2 separate regions of the Zea mays genome follow, and region 2 is linked to region 1. The links are chromatin contacts, called in public Hi-C maps. All regions are on one chromosome and are shown on one strand. The core of a region is the stretch at or near the end of the contact, and the rest is flanking DNA. Distances in the headings are between cores, read along the strand shown. Region 1 holds the start of LOC100383013. Region 2 overlaps LOC103639174 (guanine nucleotide exchange factor SPIKE 1).

The links. Hi-C and Micro-C count contacts between places; a contact is called where the count stands out from the background.
Region 2: a contact with region 1 is called in a Hi-C map of tassel, with 3 times the contacts expected there. The contact joins the enhancer-like site here to the promoter of LOC100383013 in region 1. A contact is called at or near these places in 2 of 25 Hi-C or Micro-C datasets (leaf and tassel).

Annotation. Positions count from the first base shown.
Region 1 is chr9:137,673,347-137,679,885 of Zm-B73-REFERENCE-NAM-5.0, reverse strand. LOC100383013 reads right to left here and starts at 3,755. Exons shown (of 11, transcript NM_001326593.1): 1 at 3,620-3,755; 2 at 2,823-2,975; 3 at 2,332-2,517; 4 at 2,151-2,262; 5 at 2,021-2,054; 6 at 969-1,003; 7 at 848-882; 8 at 616-768; 9 at 1-381. The coding sequence starts at 2,893.
Region 2 is chr9:137,973,223-137,979,761 of Zm-B73-REFERENCE-NAM-5.0, reverse strand. It overlaps LOC103639174 (guanine nucleotide exchange factor SPIKE 1), which reads left to right. Exons shown (of 31, transcript XM_008661964.3): 29 at 1-102; 30 at 186-1,160; 31 at 1,268-1,909. The coding sequence ends at 1,522. Among protein-coding and RNA genes, the nearest start is that of LOC103639174, 30 kb to the left of the region's middle. Within about 2 kb of position 3,816, at least 14 of the 20 cell types and tissues checked have an H3K27ac peak or open chromatin away from gene starts, as enhancers often do. A contact at or near this core is called in tassel, where this site is marked.

The DNA.
Region 1 (6,539 bases), core at 2,506-5,005:
GGGAAGTAACTGAGGCTCTTGATAGCAATTGCTGTTGAACGACGTGATCCTGATCTCCCAATTTGAACCCTCCGCATTGGAGAAGCAGATCTTCTAGGTGAAGCAGATCTTACAAGAGGACGGCTCCTTTCAACAATGGCCTCACCTTCATCACTGGATTCAGAGGAATCATCACTTTCTGTTGAGCTCTCACGCTCAATTTGTGCAAGCTTTGCTGGAGATACATTATTGGCAATGGGCATCTGAAGATTAGTCTGAGGACTGATGCAAGGTTTATGTGCATTCTCATCCTTGTCAACTTTCTCAGTTGTAGAATTCTGCTGTAGTGGGAGCTCAGAGGGCTTACAATCCGATATCAACAACGTACACCGCATCAACCAACTAGCAAACAAGAAAGACCAGCTGTTAATTCCTTGTCTCAACTAAACAACATAATGAATACACAATTCTAAAGATTGGACGCATCATATAAATGTAAGAGCAAACAATTCCAAGTGACCAAGTTGGTAAGTTTATGAATGACTAGAAGGCACACTTGTAGCCAACTAGCATTATTTGTACTCTCTGATCGTACAAAATGAGATAAAATGCAGAGCACCATGCTTTTTAACATACCAAAACTCTGATGTTCCAAATCGCTGAACAAAAGCAGATAAATCAGATATTTCTCTTGCCGATAAATTGGATCCAACTGCTCGGTTCAATACGACCAAGATCTCTTCCTTCAGTGCAGTTAATCTCAAATCCAGTGCTCGAAGCAATTCATTCCTAGCATATTTAACCATCGCAAATGTCAACCAAATGAGGTAGCAAAGTAAAGTAGCAGAGAAAAGGAAAGGAATTTTACTTTGTCGTATCCGATGAATTTGGCCCATCATTTCCCTAAAAGTGGTGTTTAAAAATTAAGTAGGTGAATCATGAAAGAGTAAAACCATGTAATATTAAATCCTTGCAGCACTAGAAATTACCTGCTGTGCTATGGCACCAGTACCAAATAAACCTCCTGAAGAAACAGAACGTCATATTAAACTAATGTCTACCATTATAAGGTCGAAAGAGTTTCAGGAATGTTAATATCACATGGAATATGAACAGACTTTCATGTTTGGATATTAACAGGAATAACTACCACATAAGCACTAGCAGTTGTGTCTACATATTTCATGGTTTTTATGTGCATTTGCATATATACACAAATTTGTGAAGTATGGAAGTTCAAGCGGAGCCTTGATACAATGTTTGGTGAAAAGAAAATGAGAACATACGTGATGCACATGAGAGCTTGGTGCACATGGTGCATATACTAAATCATCAGCATCCATCTTAAATCTAACATTTCTAGTTGCTCAGTATATTTTGCAAAGAACACCATCTGAAGTGGTGGAGTGGAGTGGTGGAAGGTGTTATTTGTAAAATATAACAGGCAACTAGAGACGTTAGATCTGAGATGTATGATGATGATTTAATATATGCATCATATGCACCAGATATGTTCTCAAAGAAAATGTAGTTAAACTTCAACAGTGCTACCTTTAGAGCATAATGAGTTTTGCCAGTAAAAAATACATGAGAAAAGCACGAGTTAGACCCATGGAAACGTAGATGAGTACATTGAAATTACAGGTTATCAACTAAAGTCCAAGCATCTGTTGGAAGGAAGGGTTATTCTCAGAAGATACAGCTGACAACTATTTCTTCAATAATAATAAGCAAGTAAATCAAGGGTACAATATTTGTGGGACTGATTGTCTATAATAGATTATCAACCAGAAAGCGATGTGATTCACCGAAAGGTCAACTAAGAGCATGATTACATTACAGATGAAAGTTGGATCCCACAACCTACATTACACACAGATGGTAAAATAACCCTAAAGCAGCTGAAGTGGATCACAGGGACTACAATAACAAGGCAGCCAGGCAGGAAAGTATATAATGCATGCATATCCATTATATACAACTTTGAAGGTCTTCAAATAACAAACAACAATGGAAGAACCAGATGCTTATATGAAAGTACCTGTTAAAGCGCCACTAATAACATTCTGTTGCTCCTGCGAAACAAATGTGTCTCTATTATTAATGGCATGTGCGGTGAAGTGTTAAAAGTGAACTTAGCTGAAACTTTTATTTACGCAAACAAGTGATACCTTAACATAAAGTGATTGATGAAACTTTCTTGTTTCCTCCAGCTGTGACATCTCGTCTAAAACTCCATTGACCGATTTTGATGTATCAAATGAACTTATGATATGCAAAAATCTGGTGTAGTAGTTCAATTTAGTCATTACAGCTGACATAACCATAAGCAAATAGGATGGCTGCAAGTACCTCTGCAAGGTGGATTTGGTAAACCAGGAAGAGTCTTTTCCATCCCCAGCCAATAACAGTTTAAAAGTACCACTTGATGAACAAGATTGGAATGTTTTGGCATCTTCCAGGTGCAGAACTAACTGGTCAAAAGGACCAGAAGCTATCAGTTCTGTTTTTCCCTTACTGCAAGCAATTGCTTCATACCTGTGCATGAAAGGTTTCACAACAGGGGTAGAGTTAAGCTTTATACCCAGTTTTTAAAGATGACAGCATAGCATTACACCAAAGAGAAGCAGTTCCTGTGCTCGACTAGATGCAGTGAAAAAACCGAGGCAAAGTTCCTTCAAACTTTTAAGATGTGTGGAACCTCTTCTTGGGGTTGGGACCGGTCCGTTTCAAAAAATCTAAGCACTACATTCCAAACAGGGGCCTAAACGCAGAGGTTGAGTAATAGTGATCAAGTGATGCACAAATGCAACTGATAAATCCAGCAAGTAGCAAGTGTTAACCTGTTGTCAGGCGAGGATACTTGGAAGACAACAGAATCAAGCTCCATGTCGCTAGCAAGTTCCCTATCCATTTTGCTTATGCACACGTTAATAGTTGCCACTTTCAACACTGGAACTGATATAAACAGTCAGCTCCTTATCTACTTCAAAGCCCTGCAAACAATACGAAGAACAGATAAACCTCAGGAACCTGCACAAGGAAACATGTTCAAAACAAATCGGTCAAAATACAAACGATAAACCACGGATGGTAATCGTACCAGAACGTATAACCCTATATGCTCCAAGTGTCAGATCTGTACCAGTCATTTTCTACATCAACCGAGGGAATACGCAATCCAGAAGAGGGGAGAGGTACTGAACTCAAAACCAAAACCAATACACACCAGCATCCTTCATCAGGATACCAAATCACACACACAGAGAGATTATTAGTAACTAACGATTGAGTTGTCCAACTTTTAAAGTTTAACCAAATTCGAACTGTCCGTCTTCAGATCTACCAAATCTAGCAACGGCCGCATTGCTTAAACGGTATCAAATCCCTCTCTAACCTATTTGGCACCACCGAAACTCCCGGATCCAAACCCCAAATCCAACCAAGTAATAACTAACAGAATGCAAAATCTAGAACCCAGAGCCCCCGAGATCCAGCCGACAGGACTCGGATACAGAGGCGACAGCAGCCGCTCGCCGACCCGCCCCAATGCTGCGAGACGAAGCAGAGCCACCTGAAAACCGCAACGAAAAGCCCCCAGAAATACGGACAGAAAAATAGCAGCAGACGAGTCCCTCACCAGATGGAATGGAACACTAGCTTCCCGCATCCGGTCTGACGCCGCCGCAGGTCATATCGCGAATTCGAGATGCTAATCGGGAATTGCCTGGTGCCTTTTTTTCTGGGGAGCTCCAGTGATGGATGGAGGTGGAGTGGTGGACGCGAGGAAAAGGGACAAACGGGGAACCCGCGTTTAAATGGCGGAGGAATGTAGTGGGGGAACTGACACGGTGTGGTGTTTCGTTTTCGTGTCCGTGTGCCCGTGCTCCGTGCTGCCTGGGGTCCCGTCGGTCGGCGGGGAGGCGTTCCGTGCGGCACATGGACTGTTTGGTTTACACTAACCTGGTGAACATTTCCATCAGTGCTTTAAAATCAACCCCGATGAGAAAAGGCATCTACTCCCTCCCAACGTCTCCTTTCTCCTTCTGCGTCACGCTTCATTAACGCCAAGCTCAATCAACGTTGGCGCATATGCCTCCCGAGGCAGCGTAACATTCCAGTGCCGTCCTCAAAAACAAACACGCAATAGTACAGTCTACCTACTCAACTCGGCCACGCCATTGCTGGTTGAGAGGCTACGAAGCCCAAAAAGCAGGCAGGCAGCAGTGAGCCGCCGCCGTTGAGGCGGACGAGCGTAGTGGCACCATGGAGAAGGAGGACCAGCACGACGGTCGACGGCGTCGTGGAGAAAGAGGAGCAAGAAGACGGTGTCGCTGAGAAAGGCGCGCGCGACGACGGCGTCGCGGAGAAGGAGCAGGCCAGCGGCGTCACGGACAGATCTTGTCAGCGTGGTGCATTCATGCACGGAAGGAAGGGAGCCGTGACATATATGAGACTCAGGGCTGTTTTAGGGCTGTTTGATTGGTGGGTAACTGTGTCACACTTTGTCTAAATTGGTTTGTTTGGTTGTGGGAAAGTGGTGTTTTCGATTTTGACTCAAGGCCAGTGGCTAACCGTTAAAAGATTTTTCGATATATGTTTTCACTGTTTCATCCAAAAGTCACTAAAAGCACGTCCAGTGATGCTTTCAATTTTGCACTGCGAGAAAGTCGGCTTTTCGAAAAAAAAATTGTTTCCTAGATCCAGCTCTTTGGTTTAGCTTTTAGGGGCCAAAAGTCAAAACCAAAAGCCAAATCAAACAAACCCTAAGGTTAGTCGTCCGAATTGAAGAACTAACATTAGTCAAAAAAAGTTAGGTAAAATATGGTAAGTTAGACAACGAACCAAACATGCCCTTAATGTTCTCTAAATTTATCCTCTATATCTATCTTTTACATTCTCCTCTAAGGATTAGTTTGGGAACCACAAAAAATGATGGTATTGGAGGGACTAAAATCCCCTTCTTATTTGGAGGGGCTAGAATCTCATTCTTCGTTTTTGTGGCTTCCAAACTAGCCCCTCGAATCCCCTCCGGTTTTGTGGCTCTCAAACTAGCCTTAAAATATTATCTCATTTATATCTTCTTCGTCTTCATCAGCGTTTTCTGTATCTCATACTTTATACATAAATATCGATATTGAAGAATATTTTACTTTTAAATTTTGTACATACGTGTTTATCATACTTTCAAATATATTATACAGATTTTAGTTTTACTAAATCTATTGTGTAAAGTATGAAAATGGATAGAGTGGGAGAGAGAGAAACTCTATATATAGAGGATCTAGCGACGTCCTCTAAATTTAGAAGACTGTTTAGAGGTTTTGTTGGAGTTAGTTAGATGTTTGAAAGCTAGTTATGACTATTAAATACAGACTAAAAACATAACTAATTACACACATGCTAAAACGAATTTATTAAATCTAAAGTATTGTATAGATAAATCATAAATTAATTATACTTACTAGGGTTGTCTTGTTGTTTAGTATTCAGTGCATGTACAAAATAGATATTATCTTATGGTACCACCAAATGCATCTAAGTCTCGTATCATATTTACTAGAAGTCGTCAAGATACAGGTCATGTATATGGGTTGTATAGGTGGAATCGTGTTAGAGACGTTTCTTTATCAAAATACGTTTTGTGCGTGTGTTTTACACTTTACCCTTTGGCACCCTTTAAAATACGACTTATTTATGTGGATTGTGCATGTCCTCATATATATTAATTTTGTAATTAAATTATATTAGTAATTCTAACTAGCATTCAAACATCTAATGTTTAGTTCCTGTATTCAAACCCCTCCAAAGTTCGTGGTCAGACTACCTGCAATGCATCCCGTGACGGCTTCCCTCTCTACGCCTGTACGCGTTTGGCGTCACTCTTCCCCTGCAACAGCAAACACTAAACACTCCCCTTTGCGCTACAGTTCAAGAGAGGCGTATAGTGGTCCTCTAGATTTGGAGGAGTGGTTGGCAGCCCTCTACGCTCGATTTCTGTCTACGTTATTGTTTGTTAGTTGACAAAAAATTGTAATGAATAATGAATAGTTATGGGAAATAATATTTTATGGTTGTAGTGGGGTATAGGAGAAGTATTTAGGGGGAATCGCTGCGGGAGATGAAAAAGTAGTGGATGAAAAGTTGATGATGTGACACAAAAAAGTGATATAGAGGGAAAAGTTTAGGAGGATAACCACTGCAGATAGCCTCATTAAAGTCTCCCACGCATCCTTACCGCGTAATTGGTTCACAGCCTGCACGCAACCAGGCCGGTAGGACACTGTAAGTTTAAGTGTACAAGTAGATCATGAAAATAACTTCAAAATATCTTACTTTGCATTCATTTATGCAGCTCGTGTCTTCCACATGCTGGTAACAAAAAACTAAGTATATAATTGTCTAAAATAAAACTATACCGACCATCAATGAGACAGACTCCAAAAGGCAGTTTTATCGAGATAGTCGAATCGTGATTAGCATCTTGCGGGGCGGTAATAAGGTCGAGCTGAAAGCCTTGTTCGTTTCTATCGGATTGCACTTGGAATCGTTCCAGCTAA
Region 2 (6,539 bases), core at 2,567-5,066, 300 kb before region 1:
CACATTATGTGGTTGCAGCATTTGTGTGATGCACACCAGGAGATGCAATCATGGGCTGAAGCAGCACAATGTGCAGTTGCTGCAGCTGGCGTGATCATGCAGGTTGTGATCTTTGCACCTGTAGTAACTTTTATTCCAGCAGTCTTGACATATATGAAGTTATAACCTCTGAGACTTTCTTACAGGCACTTGTTGGAAGGAATGATGCTGTGTGGAGCAAGGAGCATGTTACTTCGCTACACAAGATTTGCCCTATCGTCAACACTGATGTGAGTGCAGAAGCATCTGCAGCTGAAGTTGAGGGATATGGTGCATCCAAATTAACAGTGGACTCAGCGGTTAAATATCTTCAACTTGCCAATAAACTCTTCACACAAGCTGAACTTTATCATTTTTGTGCAAGCATTCAGGAACTCATAATTCCTGTGTATAAAAGCAGAAGGGCTTATGGACAGCTGGCCAAATGTCATACATCACTCACAAACATCTATGAGTCAATTCTTGAACAGGAGGCAAGTCCTATACCATTCATTGATGCCACATACTACCGAGTTGGTTTCTATGGTGAGCGTTTCGGCAAGCTCAATAAAAAGGAGTATGTATTTAGAGAACCACGAGATGTACGTCTTGGTGATATTATGGAGAAGCTTAGTCATATATATGAGGTTAAAATGGATGGGAGTCACACTTTACATATAATTCCAGATTCTAGACAAGTCAATGCTGATGAGTTGCAGCCTGGCGTCTGCTATTTACAGATCACTGCTGTTGATCCTGTAATGGAGGATGAGGACTTGGGTAGCAGGAGGGAAAGGATTTTTTCTTTATCTACTGGTACTGTACGTGCACGTGTTTTTGACCGTTTTCTTTTCGATACACCATTCACAAAAAATGGAAAAACACAAGGTGGTCTAGAAGACCAGTGGAAGAGGCGTACTGTGCTCCAGACAGAGGGTTCCTTTCCTGCTTTGGTGAACCGTCTGCCAGTCACCAAATCTGAATCTCTGGAGTTCTCTCCTGTCGAGAATGCGATTGGAATGATCGAAACAAGAACAGCTGCATTGAGAAATGAACTAGAAGAACCACGGAGTTCTGAAGGTGATCAACTCCCAAGGCTTCAAAGCTTGCAAAGGATACTCCAAGGAAGTGTGGCTGTGCAGGTGAGGCTGAATCTACTTTTTGCAGAATTCGGAAGATTTATGAGTGTCACTACCGTTTGCTCATTTTCTTGCTTCTTTTGGCCAATTCTTTTGACATCACCATGCAGGTCAACAGTGGGGTATTAAGTGTGTGCACTGCATTCTTATCTGGCGAGCCAGCAACTAGGCTCAGATCCCAAGAACTGCAGCAGCTCATCGCCGCATTGCTTGAATTCATGGCTGTCTGCAAGCGTGCAATCCGTGTGCATTTCAGATTGATAGGGGAAGAAGACCAGGAATTCCACACCCAACTTGTCAATGGGTTCCAGTCACTCACCGCTGAGCTATCTCATTATATCCCTGCTATACTCTCCGAGCTATGATAGAACTGTAACAAGCCAGAAATTAGGTAGCATGTGAATGATTCATTCTTTCAGTTGCAGGTTCCCACCAAATGTCCATATTTCCATTAGTTTTGGTTGTATAGTTGCACCGATTCCTGATTTTGGAGTGTAAAGTTTGTATAACCTAGTGTTATCTGTTATGCACCAGTTATATGCTGAGTGCCATGTTTTTTGCGGTTTGCTACTGTATCACAGCGAGCCGACATTTTACAACAGTTATATGTAATGTTCTGTAGTGATACAATAGTGCCTATTCTGGGTGATATGTATTTTTTTCCCTGTAGGAAATTTGCTGCTGTCGAGGGCATCCTCGCAATTTGTTTATGCACGATTTGAAGCCTTGTGTTATTGAAGTCGTTCCCATAACTGTAGTTTGTTTATTGTTCCTAGTGTATAATGACGCCTTAAATTGCTCATGTTCCATGGTTGAACAAGATTTGGAACATTTCAAGGAGCCCGCTTAAATTTGATCTGCATTCTCATGGGAGGTGGGGGCAGCATCCTAGACCTACCTCCTTCCTAAATCTGTCTTTCGCACAACACTTTACATCATCTTGAATACCCTATATTTGAAACGCGCAACGTAAGCAATACGTTTAATTGCAACAATGAGAAATTGGTCTCACAAAATGAACGCAATAAAAGTAAAATGGAATAAAAATGACCAGTGCACTTTAACGTGGCCTCGTAATGCAAGTGCATAGCTATGAACTGTCTACATATCTCTGAACATTAACATAATACCATTTGTCTCCAGGCAAGTACAGATCCATGGTTCTAACTCACAGTGCAATGCCTCTGTACTGGTACAAAATTACGAACTCATTTCGGCTGTAGACAAGCCAAGGGTTCCCCTCTTCAGTCTTCCCTATAAAGTACGAAGTCATCTCCGGCAGCATGTGATGTGAGGGCGCACGACGTCTAAAAAAACGTCGTAATCCTTTGTAAACTTTTGGGCTAGGCTTTTCTCTCGTAATCCTTGTAAACTTTTCGGGTTCAGGTAACCCATGGACCATGAAAACTTAAACCTAACCTTGCCGCAGGGAAGAAGGCTATGTAGATCTTTGGATTGTACAGAAAAGTTAGGTAAGAGGAGGCCTTGAATCACTCGAGTGAAGTCTAGACTCTTGAAGGATAAACCTCTCTAGCTCATGCTGTTTGCAACTGATGAGCTTTAGAGCAGGTGAGGTGGGCGCAGCGCGAATGCTTCCCCTTGCTGTTCATCTTCCGGTTCCACCTTCATCGGATCCTGAATTCCAGAGGGTCCCTTTCGCGCACGCACATGACGTGCTTTTTGGCTTTTTCCCTGCCTCAAAGCGCCCAAAAGTGAGCACGTAAAAAAAAACACGACACCCCTCTCGTCTCGTCTCTGCCTTTCCTTGACAGCTCCCGTGCCCCGTGACCGTGGCTCAGAGCGGCAGCAGTAGTAATATCCTCCGGTATCCACCCATTTCTATCTCACTTTCATGATTGCCATGCCACCCCGGATGCGCGCGTCGCGAGGACAGGCAGCGACTGGGCGCGGGCACATGGGAGCTGAATCACACTGACGATGACGACTGCCGTGCCGTGCCGTGCCGAGGGGCAGACCGCAGACGCAGAGCCAGAGGGCGCGCGCTGCCGTTCGGCAGAGTGGAGCAGCAGCAGCTCGATCGGAGCTGAGCAGGGGGCCCGGGTCGCCGGTGCGGAGGCCCGGCCCTCTGCATCTCTCGGCCTAGCTGTAGCTCGGATGAATTTCTCTGCGGCCAGCTCTCCTTTAAAAGCAGCCTCGGCACCGGCACGCAGACGCAGCACGTACGTGCGCCCCACACCGTGCGGCGTGCCCCTTGCCTTTGCAGTCTGCAGTCTCGACGTGATGTAAAGGCGGAAGCAGCGGCGAGGTGTTGCTGGCGACCGCTCCACTCTCCAACCCTTTCGGCGAGCGAGCGAGCGAGCTCGGCGGGCAGGGCAGTCGCCTCGTCGCCGCTTTGCGAAAAAATCCCCAAGAGTGTGTGTGGACCCAATGATCGTGCTCGTGCTCGTGCACCGCTATTCGGGTAGTTTAAGGATGGGTTGTCTGATCTGATCCCGGTCATCTTTGGAAGTTGGATTTGAAATAGCTAGGTCATCTCCAGATTGACATTGCCTGTTCCTGTTGTCGATCTAGGGCAGCAGCAGCAGCAGCATGCATGCATGCTCACAGGTCAACAATCATGGCGGCACAGACTGCACAGTGCAGAGCGCCAATGGCCCGAGATCGCCGTAGTACCGACCGACCGACACATGTTCTATAGCAGCCTACGCGGTCCTGCTTGTCTACGCCAACTGCCAAAATCTGATCCTGTTGTTTCATCAGGACCGTACCTCCACGACCCCGCCGCCTCACCACCTCTTTTATACACAGAACAGAACTTGGCATGCAGTGCAGCGGCCGGCAACAGCTTTGTGCGCTCTTTGGTTCTTTAAAGCGGCGCGTCTTTTCTTTGCGCAAATTGATGATAGCAGATGCGGTCATCGTCCTCCCTAGTAGTAGTAGAAACTGTACGTAGGGTAGGCCGCTTTGAAGGACAGACAGAGGTAAGCTTTGAGGGGAGGGAAAAAAAAACGAGAGCGCGGCTAATCAGAACACAGCGAATGGTAGGCCACTTTTCAGTGCGAGAGGTAGGCGCGTGCTGCTTTCCCCCTAATTCCAAGCTTAATCGGCATCATTGCCTGCACATCAGCATGTCCATTAATAAGTGCAACACGTACGGCAATGTGCACGTGAGCAAAAGGTTGTCCACGTTTTTGGAAACTTGAACACGCTTCCAAGTACGATGTATTTGTACACACGATGGACAATTTTTATCGAAACCACCAATCCAGCTCTCCATGTGATCGGAGATGTTGAACTTAGCACGGATTTTAGATACACTTTAATTTACAAAGTATAAAGACAAAAAAACATAACGTGTGTGATCAGTATTATTGCATATTTGATTGATTGAGAGTTCGTTTCAAACAACAACTCACATGCTTAATTGAAGTAGAAGAAAAAAAGAAACAGATAAGAGATGGAGATGTACATGTTAGGGCTTGTTCGGTTATTCCCAATACACATGGATTGGATGGGATTGGAAAAATTGTGAAGAAGTTTGACTTGTTTGGGATTCAAACCCATCCAATCCCGCTCAATCCACATGGATTGAGAGCTAACCGAACAAGCCCTTAGTGGGGCCACTGCCGAAGTGTCGATCCACATAATCGTATTTCATCTATCCGATGTAATCGATTAGCGCTGAAGCATGTTGGGCACTAAATTAAGCTACGGACGGTCCGGTCCTGAGGCCGGACGCTCCACGCCTGGGGGCCGGACGGTCCGCGCGTGCGCAGAACAGATTAGGGTTCCGAGTTTTGTGCTATGGTTGTTAGCTAGATTCGCGGAATTAGCTCGAAAATTAGTTTGTAAAGGGTCCAGCCCCCCTCCTCTATAAATAGAGAGGTATACAGCCGATTTATAATTATCAATCGAATCAATAACACTTCTATTTCACATTTATTTCATGTACAATTAGGAGTAGTTCTAGTCTAGTTCTAGTTTAGTCTCTCAATCCCCAAATTCTCCGCTTCTTTTCGACTCTACGTCGATTAGAGGAGTCTAGGTCGGTCTGCCCGAGCCTAGACATCACTTAGGATCTCTCCTCCCCGACGGGGTCCCTCCCTGGAGCAAGATCCAGGCGCCGCCGGCGATCTTCCGCCGCCTCTGCGCACGCGCGGACCGTTCGTCCATCAGGCAGGAAACCCTAGCCTCGCACCAGGCCGTGGACCGTTCGGCCCCTGTGTAGAGAGCGTCGCTGCTGGTTCTTGTTGAGTGTTTGGCGCCCGAAAAAGGCGTCAACATACTTTTTAGCGACTCCGCTGGGGAAAAACACGTCTAGACCCATCAAATCGGCCCTCAATGGTCGGTTCAAGGGATAGTTCTGAAGTCTCCCCCAGCAACATTATAGAGCCGACTTGGGAAACCTTGCCGGCTGACGAACAGCTCCAGTTCGAGGAGCATAAGGAGCAGCTGATTCAGGAGGCGAGGGCGAAGTTCCTGGCCAACTTCAAGGTGGACAGGAACAATAAAGTCATTCGACAACGGGCGACGGATCCGGCTTCGCTCCGACCCACACCAGATATTCCCAATGTAAGTAATACAAACGAGATACAATCTCTTAAGAATTATGTAGACGAACAACGAGAACAAATGCAAAATATCATAGGGGGTATACAAAACGATTATAGGAGACTAGTACGTGTATTTGATAAATCTAGTATTGCAGATTTTCCTTCGCACAAGGTTGAATTAGGGGGTAACACACGTAATACATCGGCTATAAGTTATCACGACCAGTCACAACCCCTTTATGGGATGCCGATGGATACATACACTGAGCAACCGCAGATCGGCAGTAAATCAACCGATCTGCACATGCCCGGACCGTCCGCACGTGAGCGCGGACCGTCCGGGACAGCAACGGCCGGGCCCATTTTTAATGAGTTACCCAGACATGTACCCGAGCCACCACATATGGCACAAAATCTAAACTACCCAGTCGGACGGTCCGCATACAACGACGGACGGTCCGCATATAATCACGGACGGTCCGGGTACATGTCCGGACAGTCCGCACATGAGTCTTTTGAGGAGGATTGTTACCTGAATCCTCACCCATCCCAGCAACACTTCCCATCACACAATGCGATGCATCAGCCTATTAACACAAAATCCCGAGCCTAGGAAAGATTTCCGGCCCCGCCTAGAAGGCCGAAAAGGAACGATCAATTCTATGAGTCATATAGGGTAAATGGCAATGCACCACATAGCTCAAACTAATGGGGGGATGACAACACGCTAATATCCAGCCAACCCCACCTATGTTTCACCAGAGAGCCGGTGGTCTCACACCGGCTGCCATCGATATATTGAGGGAGGAAATAACCGGGGCATTCCGGGATAAGCTTGGAGTAAGCATGGTATATGGGGGCAATCATA